2 separate regions of the Rattus norvegicus genome follow, and region 1 is linked to region 2. Evidence: chromatin contacts called from public Hi-C data. All regions are on one chromosome and are shown on one strand. Each heading gives the region's core, a stretch centred on a gene start, on an enhancer-like site or on the middle of the called end of the contact. The rest is flanking DNA. Distances are from core to core; before and after follow the strand shown.

Region 1 (5,839 bases), core at 2,108-4,607, 270 kb after region 2:
TCTCCTTGTGCTCGTGTCTAACTCTGAACGTTATTAAACCTCTAGACAGCTTTGGACCATCTCTGAAGCCAAATGAGTTTCCCCAAGGGAAGGAAGTAACGCGCACGTTCAGTCTTGATTTCAAAAGTACTTGTTAAGACTTTTTTGACCAGGGTTGGGGATTTAGCTCAGTGATAGCGCGCTTGCCTAGCAAGCGCAAGGCCCTGGGTTCGGTCCCCAGCTCCGAAAAAAAAGAAAAAAAAAAAAAAAAGACTTTTTTGCTGGTTGGTTTGAAAATTAAAATATCCAGGAAAGCGTTGCTCCAATTCCTACTTAATTTGTAGGATGAGGGGTTGGTGTCCAGTGCATAGGGCTCAAGGCCGGAAGTCAACGTCATGCTCCTTTTTCAGTACCTGTCCACCTTGTGTTTTCAGAGGCTGTCTTCCACCGGGACCAGCTCACTTTTGGCTGGACTGGCCAACAAGTACCAGGAAAGTGCCCGCCTCTACCTTTCCAGCACTGGGATAAGCAACCATATCCGCTTTTTTTTAACCTGGGAGGCTAAACTCAGGCCCTCGTTTCAGTTTGCATTTTACTAATTCATCTCCACCAGCTGGGCCTCTCACATCAATGACCAATCAAGAAAATGTTTCCCAGGCTTGTCTGTTGGCCCATCTGGTGGGTCCAGTTTTCTCAATTGAGAGTCCCTCTTCCCAAATGACTGTAGCTTGTGTCAAGGTGACATAAACTAGCCAGCACATGCATGCACAATAATAGATAAATATTCTAAAAGCTTTTACAGATACAAAGACTAAAGCCCAAAGAGAGGGTGAGGGAATTCCCAAGGCCCGCCCGCGCACCAGGGAAACGCAGCAGCTCCGCTCTGTGGCCCGAGGCGCACAGCGCGGTCACCAGCCTGAGGCACTGCGTGGTCTTGCCAGCACGGTCCACACCCTCCAGCACGATGAGCGCCCCGCGACGCGACGCCATCGCGACTGACAGCCTGCACAGCTCCAGCCAACCTTTCAGGTTCCCGCCAATGTTAGCTGCAGCAGAAGGGAAGCGCGCGCTGGTGCTCTGCCCGGACGCACCTCTTCCGGCTGGAAGTGGAGCACTGAAGACTGCAGGGAACCGCTTCCGGACATGACGCAATCTAGGCCCCCAGCCCGCTGACGAGCGAACGCCTACTCCAGGAACTTCCGTTTGCAGCTCCCGGAAAGGACCAATCCTACCTACTAGGGTTTTGCGGGCTCTGGTCACGTGGAAGTTCTAGAACAGTAACGGAATCAAATTTTCTTTCCTCTAAGCGCGCTACTGGACGGTTTTAAAAGTTTCTTATCACTCACACACATGCGCGCGCACACGAGCCATCTTATGATCCGGCTGCAAAAGGAATAAAGATAACAGCATCGATCCCCAAGATGCACTGACTGCAGCATCTTCAAAGCGCTCAGGAATTTTCGTTGTGGTTTTAGTGTCGAAAACCCACGGACGGAAGTTGGTGGAAGGAAATGGACTTATTTGCAGCGTTGGCCAGAACTGAAAATTTCCTTTTTTTTTTTTTTTTTGGATTTGCCCCTAGCAGTGTTTTTACAGAAAAAAAATTAATAAAGTCAGGAAAAATATATGAGCAGGAGGTGGGTAAATCTCTGGGAGTTTAAGGCCAGTTACATAGTTTCAGGCCAGCCAGGGATACATTGTGAGATCCAGTCTGAAAAACCAAAACAATACTCTAGAGGCCGAGGCAAAAGGATTTGTAGTCAAAGGTTGTTTCTAAAAGACTGGCTAGGGGGGTTAGGGATTTAGCTCAGTGGTAGAGCGCTTGCCTAGCAACCGCAAGGCCCTGGGTTCAGTCCCCAGCTCCGAAAAAAAGAAAAAAGAAAAAAAAAAAAAAAAAGACTGGCTAGGGAAGTACTCAGTCGATAGAGCACTTTCCTAACACGAACAAAGACCTGAATCCCATACCCAGCACACAATAAATTAGTTATAGTGAGTGACATAGCCTATAACCCCAGCACTTGTTCAAGGTCTATACAGACATTCGAACTAACGTCCAGTCAAAGATGTTCAGATGCCGGACACATATGTAAACATGCTCAACATAAACATATTGTTAGTAATCATACATTAAAAGAAGATAATTTCACATCTCTTCGAGAATAGCCCGAATCTACCAGGCTAACCATACAGCATGTGAAGCAAAGGAAACTGTTAGAGCAGATGAGAAGGCAAAGAAAGGAAGACAGCTTGGCTGTTTCTCAGGAAACCACTCTACTTTTAACATAAGGTCACTGTTTACCCAAATGAACTGGAAACTGTCTACAGAAAAACCTGCACACTGATTGTATCAGCTCCAGTCACAATTGCCTAAATATGGAGGCAGCTAAGACGTCCTCCAACAGGCAAACCGATAAACTGGTAGCTACACGGTGGCATAATTTAAGTAAAAAGTAAATCATCAAGACTCATTAGGACATGGAAGAACCAGAAATGCATGATAAATGCAGCCAGTCTGAAAAAACTATATACTGCAAAACGCGACTACATGACATCCTAGTAAAACAAAGCTACAGAAAAAATGTTTATTGATTACGTGTGTGTGTGTGTGTGTGTGTGTGTGTGTGTGTGTGTGCGCTCGCGCGCGCCTGAGTGTCTTATATTGTAGTGGACCGGAGGAATTAAAGGCAATGAAAATATTCTTCAGGATGCTAAAAGGGAGATACTAATATGTATTTGTCAGAAATATTAGACCTCACCAAGAATGGACTCTATGGTAACCACGGACTTTAGATAATAATGTAGCAGTATTGTTTCATTAAGTGTAACAGAGTTGTCGTAGGAATGTAAAATGTATTTTTGCAGGCACCCAGGCGTGCGTGGCTTCTTCACGAAGTGCTAGTCAGCGTGGCCACGCCCCCTCGGGACTAGACAGCCACAAAGAGCATCGATGTTAACCGATGCCGGAGAGGAGGCCCACTCAGCCAGGAGAAACCACAGGCGGCTGGTGTCGCCTCTTGGTCCGGCCAGACCCCAGGCAACGCGGGCAGAGCGGCAGGTATCGGCTGTCAGGCGTGGAGCCAGCACACGTGCAAGCGCGGTGCCTTGCCTAGAGCTCGACAGGGCACCATCAGGGATTGGAAATCGGCTGGAGCCAGAGAAGTACCTTCCACATTGCAAACTGCGAATCGAGCCCATCTCCCACCCACATTCTCTCAGGGCAAGCCCCACAGCGCCATCTGGCGACCGCAGCAGGCCGGAAGCATAGGGGTGGACCCCCGACATGCCCCGCCCCCGTTCCGGCCAATCGGAGCACGCGGCTCATGAATAGTGAGCGCGCGGCGCCGCCCCGCCCCGAGACCGCGGCACCGCCCGCTCGCGCAGACCCCGAGCGTGGCCGCAGCGAAGATGGCGACTGCCATGTACTTGGAGCACTATCTGGACAGTAAGCACTCTGGCCGAGCCGCCACCCGCGCGGGTCCGCGCCGCCGCCGCTCTCGGCCCATCGCGAATCGTTCGGGGCTCCGGGATGCGGAGGAGGATGGGGACAGATCATGGGGATTGTAGGGGGGGGTCTCACGGTCGGTCTGGGGCGGGGCCGCGGATGGAGGGCGTGGGGCGCGGCGCGGGGGTCCCGCCGCCTCCGCCGCGCCAATTCCAGGTGCGTCACGGAGGGGTGTGGCCTGCGGCTCAGCCCGCCTTCTCCGCTTCGGCCACACCCCTGACGCCGACCACGCCCCTCTCCCCTCCTCTCTACTTAGGACTGGGTTGCGAGGAGGTCCGCCTCTTCTTCACCTGCTGCTTGTGCTAAGATCGGTTGTAGAGAGCCAAAGCTACTGTGTTTGCCTGTGGAGCTGTAGGGAGGAGCTCTAGGCTAGTGGGGTGCGTTTTTCGAGGGAACTTGTGCTATCAAAGCTAGCCCGGCAAGGGAGGATGCCCTGTATAACGGGTTGACCTTTGACGTCCTGGGCATTGGTAACTCCGTTTATTTATAGACGGTGAGATTGGCTCCCGATAAAAATTAGGAGGAGGATTATTTCTCACTCTTTAGTGGAAGAATTGAAACCCTTTGGAGGGAGGTGGAAGAATTGAAACCCTTTGGAGGGAGGTGGAAGAATTGAAACCCTTTGGAGGGAGGTGGATCAAACCAATGGGGCGTCCATTTTCTACCTGGGCCTGGGCAGTGGGACTGCAAGGTGAACTTTTATTCTGATGTCCATCCAGTGGGCATTCTGATCGGTGAGTTCAAGGCGAGTTCATTTCACTGCTGGCATCGTGTGATGGTCCCTGTCTGCCCCCACCTACCCTGTGCCATTCACAACTCAATATTTCTCTTCAACTCACTGATTAATTGGAACACACGTTTTGTTAAATCTTTTTTTAAAAAAGATTTATTTATTTAATGTATGTGAGTACACTGTAGCTGTCTTCAGACACATCAGAAGAGGGCATCAGGTTACATTATAGATGGTTGTGAGCCACCATGTTGTTGCTGGGATTTGAACTCAGGACCTCTGGAAGAGCAGTCATCACTCTTAACCACTGAGCCATCTCTCTAGCCCTTGTTAAATCGTTTTAAAGCTCACAATATTAAGGCGTGGGGGTAAATAAAGATCCGGAAACTGCAGATAAGGGTCCCTCTGTCAGAGAGTAGAGAGGTCCACCAGGGGGTAGAAAGGTAAATACTGCCAGGGTCACAGGAGTAAAGCTGTAGACAGGAAGTTACAGGCTTAAAACAGCAAGTCTTATAAGATGTAGCCCTAAAATGCTGGCCTTGTGGGCTGTGGAGATACTTGAGCACAGAAAGACCTAGGGAGCAGCTGGAGCCTGCTGTAAACTTAAGGATTAAGACATAATCTGCACCAGGGGATGCAGGGTGGGCAGAAAAGCACCAGGGGTTTGATTGACAAGCAGCTCACTCTCACCTATAGGAACTGGAGGACTGCTCAGTGCCTCTGCTTGCCTTTCCAGTGCTCATGGCTGTGTGTGGCTAGAGACTGGTATGTTGGGCCCTGCTGAGAGAACAGTGTCTTGGGACAGTATGGTCTGCAGCTCCTGGTGTTGTAGGTATCTGGACAAAGTTGAAGAGATCAAGGAGGACCCAGGTTCCGGCTTGAGCTTTGGAGGATGAAGTTCACTGTGTGTGGCCTAGGGGAGAGGGAGGGTGTGGTTCAGGAGAGGAGTCTCAGCTGTCTTCTCTGCCTGCTGGGAGCAGGTTTCTGTATCCTCCAACTTCTGGTGCTTTTGAAACTGTCAGCCTGCTGTGCTCACTGTTTGGTGCCCCCTCACCCCTACAAGGTCTTAGTCACTTTTGGTCCCCAAACTAGAAGAGAAATAGATGAAGGGCAGGCTTTGGTGTAAAAGAGATGTTTTTTTTGTTTGTTTGTTTGTTTTTTCTTTTTTCTTCTTTTCGGAGCTGGGGACTGAACCCAGGGCCTTGCACTTGCTAGGCAAGTGCTCTACCGCTGAGCTAAATCCCCAACCCCAAGAGAGATGTTTTTTAAAAAGGTATATTTTATGTAAATGGGTGTACCACATGTATTCGGTGCTCACCGAGGACTGAAGAGGGCATTGGATCCCCTTGAACTAGAGTTACAGATGGCTGTGAGACTTTCCTAGGTGCTGAGAGTTGAACTTGAGACTACTGGAAGAGCAGTAAGTGCTCTTAACAGCTGAGCCATCTCTCCCATCCCTGGAGGCAGGTTTTGTCTTACTGAGCAGTACAGCGACTTCGTGTCTCTTTCAGGCATTGAGAACCTTCCCTGTGAGCTTCAGAGGAACTTCCAACTGATGCGAGAGCTAGACCAGAGAACAGAAGGTGGGTATAACCCGAGCTGGGTTTTCACCAGAGAGACAGGAGAGG
Region 2 (5,204 bases), core at 2,265-4,764:
CTAAAAAGGCAATACTTTTTTTAAAGAAACCAAAATTTTTATATTTTATACTGCACTTTAATGTACTTTCTATAACTAGGTGCAAAAGATCAGCCATGGCAGTGGAAATCATAGTCTTCGGCTGGCGTGGGTCCAAACCCAGGCTTGTGATTGGGTGTGCTCTTGCACAAACCCAGCCTTGTGATTGGGTGTGCTCTTGCACAAAAAGCCACTTGAAGCCCAAATGCCTGCCAGGTTTTCCTCTAACTCTTCCCCTTTTCAGTGATTCTCCTATTGAAAGGGAAATAACAGTGCTGGGTTGGTTTTTGTTTTGTTTTGTTTTGTTTTTTAATGTGCAGACTGTCTCATCTGTTTTCCAGCACTGTCATTTTCTTCAGTTTGTGTAGTATAAATGTCTTCATGACATGATTGAAAGGGGCAGATCTGTGCCCCAAGCAGGTGAGCAGAGTCAGGCCTGGTTTACACTCCGGCACTTCCCTTCTACCATGTCTTCTCATGTCAGTCAGTGGTCTGAGAAAGGAAGAGGCAGGTGAAGGAGGCAGGGTGTGGAGAAGCAGAGCCGGTGCTAGCTGTGTGTTTCCATTTGCTGCAGGAGGAAGTGCTTGATTGATGATGAGGCAGGGATTTACATTTAATTCAGGCCAAAAATCAATAGGACGAATAAAGTGAAGCTTAAGAATGGTTATCAATTACAAAGGATATGCATTTGCTCACTTTGCCTCTTCACGTCGCATCACTGTGAGCAGTCAGGGAAGTTCACTGTGTGAAGTCCCTACGAGGAAAAGTGTCAGTGACTTTAAAGTGGACCCGTGCGGTCCTTTGTTTGGCTTATTTTGATATTAGTTTTGTTGGAGAAAGATTTAAAAACAAAAACCAACAAAAAGGAAGGAATTCCCAAGCATTCAGTGTGAGTCCCATTTGTGAGTTAAGGGTGCCACTTAGGACCAGCTGACATCTAAGGATGGCAGTGTACATGTGAGGTCTTGCAGCCACAATTCTAATCCCCTTCAGTTTTACTGCTTTTGCTAACAAATACTTGCTCTTTCACTAAGAAGTAACTTGTAGAAATGTATTTTGAAAACATTTCACACTTCAACTTTGTATCCATTTAAAATAACCTTTTTTCAATAAAGCACTATTGTTTAGATATTAAATGAGTTGTCCTCTTTTTGAGTAAGGTGTGAGGTCCATTGGGAAGATTCAGGACCCCAGTTGCAACTGTGTGTATCTGCGGGATGGTCCTTGTATCAGTAGTAGGAGTACTGCATGTTTTTATCAGAGATAACCAAGATACTCCAGAAGAGATGCTATAGCTGTACAGACTGTGTACAGGTTATCCAACTGTCTGCAGATTATTTGATAAAAAATGGACACTAAGACTTCATAGGTAAGTTTACTAATTAGAAAATGAAGCAACAACTGTTAAACATAGTGTGAAGTAAAAGTGACCAAAATAGGTTTCTAATTCTCTGTATTTGTAAGAGAGATAAATTAGAAAAAGTTTTTAAATTTTTTTAATAGTTTACTTATTTATTGGGTGGAGTTTTTTGTGTTTGAGACACTCATTGTAACCTGGCTAGCCTGGAACTCTGGAGATCAGGCAGCTCTCCCAACTCAAATTTCCTACCTCTACCTCTGGGGTGCTGAAACTAAAGGTGTGTACCACCATGCTCAGAATTTTAAGGGTTTCTACCTTTTTATTGTATGTGTGTGAGTATTTTGCTTGCATGTATATCTTTGTACCGTGTGCATGCCAGTCGCCCAAGGAGGCCAGAAGAGGGTGTCACATCCCCAGGAACTGGAATTAACAGACAGTTGTGAGCAGCCATATGGGTGCCAGGAACTGAATTTGTGTGTTCTGAAAGAGCAGCCAGTGCTCCTAACCGCAAAACTGTCCCCCCCAGCCCAGGAAAGCGACTTAAAAATATCCGATGGGATGGCCCAGTGGCTAGGAGTACTTGCCACATAAGCTGACCAAACTTGAGTTTGATCCCAAGACTCAAGGAGGAAGAACTGCGCGTGCGTAGGTGTACGTGTGTGTACGTGTGTGTGTGTGTGTGTGTGTGTGTGTGTGTGTGTGTGTGTGTGTGTGCGCGCGCGCGCGCGCGCGCGCGTGCATACACACGTTTTCTAAAGACCCGCAATAACAAACCACATAACCTGAAACTATCCTAATCTGGATGGGATTATCCTAGTCTGAGTGGGTGAGCAACCTCTTGGTTTTAGCTTCACACCTGTTTGTCAGCCTGACTCGTGAATTGACCACCCAGTACCATTGGAGCCTTCATCCTTTTGCTTTCTCAGCAGCGCACTGATCCTAGGCACTGAGGCTCCTGCTATCTAAGTCATTAGGTTGCTTATATCTAACCTCATTCTTGCCTTGTCCAGTCCAGCTCCTTTTCTTAATGATTGACATCACACTCGGTGGTGGTGGCAGTGGCAGTGGCTGGTTACAAGAAAGGGATAGCTAAGGCGGAGGAGAAAGTTGGGAAGCCTACTAACATTGCTGACCTAGTCAGCCTGTACTTCTAGGTTGCCTTGGGGATGCAAAGGCCCTCCCTGTTTGTCATAGGGACTTCACACCAAAGGCTAGTGCTCTGTATGAAATGACTTGGGGGCTGTATGGATTTATTGAGCCTAGACAGCGGTTGGTTCAGAGGGCTGGCTCCCTACAGGGCCATTCAAGTAACCAATGAAAGAAGAAAGTGAGGATGCTGCAAGTCACCGAAGTGGAAGGACCAAGATGCAGTCTCACCATTTTGATTTCTAGAAAGCTTCAAATCCAAAAGGGAACAGAGATGGCTTCGAGGACTCTTAGAATAGCCTGCCTCAAAAGCGACCCTTGAGGAACATCAGGTGTTTCCTCTATTCTCAGGTTGGGCACGACGGATGGGAGATAGGAAAGGAGCTGGCAGTTAGGGGATGCCTGACCAAGGATATGAATGCCAGCATAGTCCCGCGAGCTTGAAGTCCAAGGCCCCACCCAGAACCCAGGCCGCCCTTCTTGCCAAAGCCGGAATGTAGGCTGAGAACAGCCCGTATGCTAAAGTCCCGCCCAATGCCTACGTAGGGCCCACTCGCGTTCCAGAGTCCCAAGTCTGGGGTAGTCCTCCCTTGTTCCGAAGCTGCATCCAAGACGGAACCCTCCCCGCCGTGCCAAAGTGAAGACTAAGACGGAGAATTCGCGGCTCTCCTAAGTCCCACCCACCACAGCGTTCTCAGGTCCTAAAGCCCTTCCGACGGCCGAGGGGCCGAGGACCCGCCCAGCGTGTAGAGCCCTGTTGCACCCGCGGAGGAGCTGCAGAGCTTTGCTTCTGACTTTCTGGCGCTCACTCGCCCCGCCCTGCCCCATGTGATGACCAATCAGCGCTAGGTGCTGCGCTCGCAGGCGCTGGTCGGGAGGACCCACCCGCAGGCCAATCGGCGGTGCGTCCGCGGGGGGGGCGGGGCTGCGGCGGACGCGCGGCGGGGGCGGGGAAGCAGCTAGCTGTCGGGATCGGGCGGCGCGGGCACAGGACGTGGAGGAGGCCTGGCTGGCGGCGTCGCAGGCCGGTGTGGCACGGTGAGGACGTGGTGGCCGTGAGCGGGGGAGGGGGACAAGTGGCTCGGGGGCGGTGGGTCGGGCTTGGGTTTCCTTCGTTAACCGGACCTCAGCGGAACCCGAGCCGGACCAGGCCTGAGGCTGGCCGTCCACCAGAGAAAGTCCACGCCCGGCTCTGAGGCCTTCGTGAGGCGCGCCAGCTCCTCACAGAATCCGCGTTTGACAACACACGTCTGTGAATGGCCTGACTGTGGAGGGCGAAGGGAGGGAGAGTCTCGGGTCCAGACTGGATGTCCGCTGAGGACTGACTGGAGTGTTGCTTGAGTAAATGGGCAGTCTGGGAGGGCTGAGAGCTGCAGGGTTCCGTGGAGCCAGGCTGTCAGCAGAGTCCTGAGGGCAGGAACATCACACGTGGAGACCAGCTGTCGAGGAAGGGGGGGTGATCAGAGTCTGAGCGTCACTCGTGGACATTGAGTGTCCTGTAGAGGGCTAAGGGCCACAAGAATGCCCTGCTGAAGACCACCCCCACTCCCAGGCCAGTGCTCAACGAAGCAGAAGCCTTGAGAAGCAGCATCAGGAGCCACAAATGAAAGCCCAGAAGGTCATTCTTTTTTTCTTCTCAGCCTTTCCTTCAAAACTGAGAACTCAGGTGTTAATGTTGTTACGATACTAGGATCTAGAAGCAGTACTGGCCCATTGCGTTTTCCTCATCCCAGGTTGTAAGCGCCTTTGCCATTTACACACGTGGCAGTGATTTGTTAAGCTGTTTCGTGCCCCAGTAATGGTGGTGAAAAATAGATACGAAAAGGCATTCTTGAAGGAAATAATGTCGCTACACCGTGCTGAGAAAGAATGGAGAGACTTAAGATTCCAGGCAGAATCTTTAAAGGGGTGGCCTTTCTCCCTAGCTTTGTTCTGTTTCCATGAGGTGTTTTTGACTGGGCCACTGTGAAAATGTTTGGTAATTAGTGGGTAACGCTGAATTAGAGTCAGTCTTGTGGAGACAGTATTATAATCAGCAGCACAGATTCTCTTTGAAATCCTTTTGAAACGGGGAGGTATGAAGTAATCTTTACTTGTAGACCAAATAAAAGTTTAGTGAGTTTTGGGACACGGGAAGGCATTTGCAAAGCACTTTGTGGCTATCGAGTTGTCAGTTCTAAAGTCTTCAAAGGAGGGGTTGGGGGTTTAGCTCAGCTCAAGGCCCTGGGTTCGGTCCCCAGCTCCAAAAAAAAAAGAAAAAAAAAGTCTTCAAAGGAGAAGGCCAAGTTGCACAGCCTCCCCGTACCCCTATCCCCCACTGTTTTTTGTTGAGATATTTTCCATAGCCCCAGCTGGCCTCTAACTCCCCATCCTCCTCTGTCAGGCGTCTGAATGCTGCGAGTACAGTTCGAGCACGGGTGTGCGTCATGGCTTCCTAGGCACAACCCCATTTTAAATAAAGCAGAGAAAGACGTTGACTGGTGGGGTTGTGGATGCCTCCCTGGGATGTGTGTAAAACCAGCCATTGACAGAGAGGAGCTCAGGTATAACTCTCATCTGCCCCCCACCTTAGGTTCCTCATCCACAGAGTGGGTTTAGAATGTACTTACCTCAGATGCGAGTTGCCGTGACTAAGAAACAGTTTTTCAAAGCTGCTCAGATGCCCTGCCAATAAATGCTT

The links. A called contact is a pair of places that touch in the nucleus more often than the background predicts.
Region 1: a contact with region 2 is called in a Hi-C map of Schwann cells, with 6 times the contacts expected there. The contact joins the promoter of Ing5 here to the promoter of Farp2 in region 2. A contact is called at or near these places in 2 of 12 Hi-C or Micro-C datasets (Schwann cells and mammary epithelial cells).

The regions. Positions count from the first base shown.
Region 1 is chr9:101,770,539-101,776,377 of GRCr8, forward strand. It overlaps Ing5 (inhibitor of growth family, member 5), which reads left to right and starts at 3,358. Exons shown (of 8, transcript NM_001394332.1): 1 at 3,358-3,421; 2 at 5,723-5,794. The coding sequence starts at 3,385. Dtymk (deoxythymidylate kinase) reads right to left here and starts at 1,195. Exons shown (of 5, transcript NM_001106925.1): 1 at 840-1,195. The coding sequence starts at 969.
Region 2 is chr9:101,497,613-101,502,816 of GRCr8, forward strand. It overlaps Farp2 (FERM, ARH/RhoGEF and pleckstrin domain protein 2), which reads left to right and starts at 3,515. Exons shown (of 27, transcript NM_001108233.2): 1 at 3,515-3,562. Septin2 (septin 2) reads left to right here. Exons shown (of 13, transcript NM_057148.2): 13 at 1-1,154.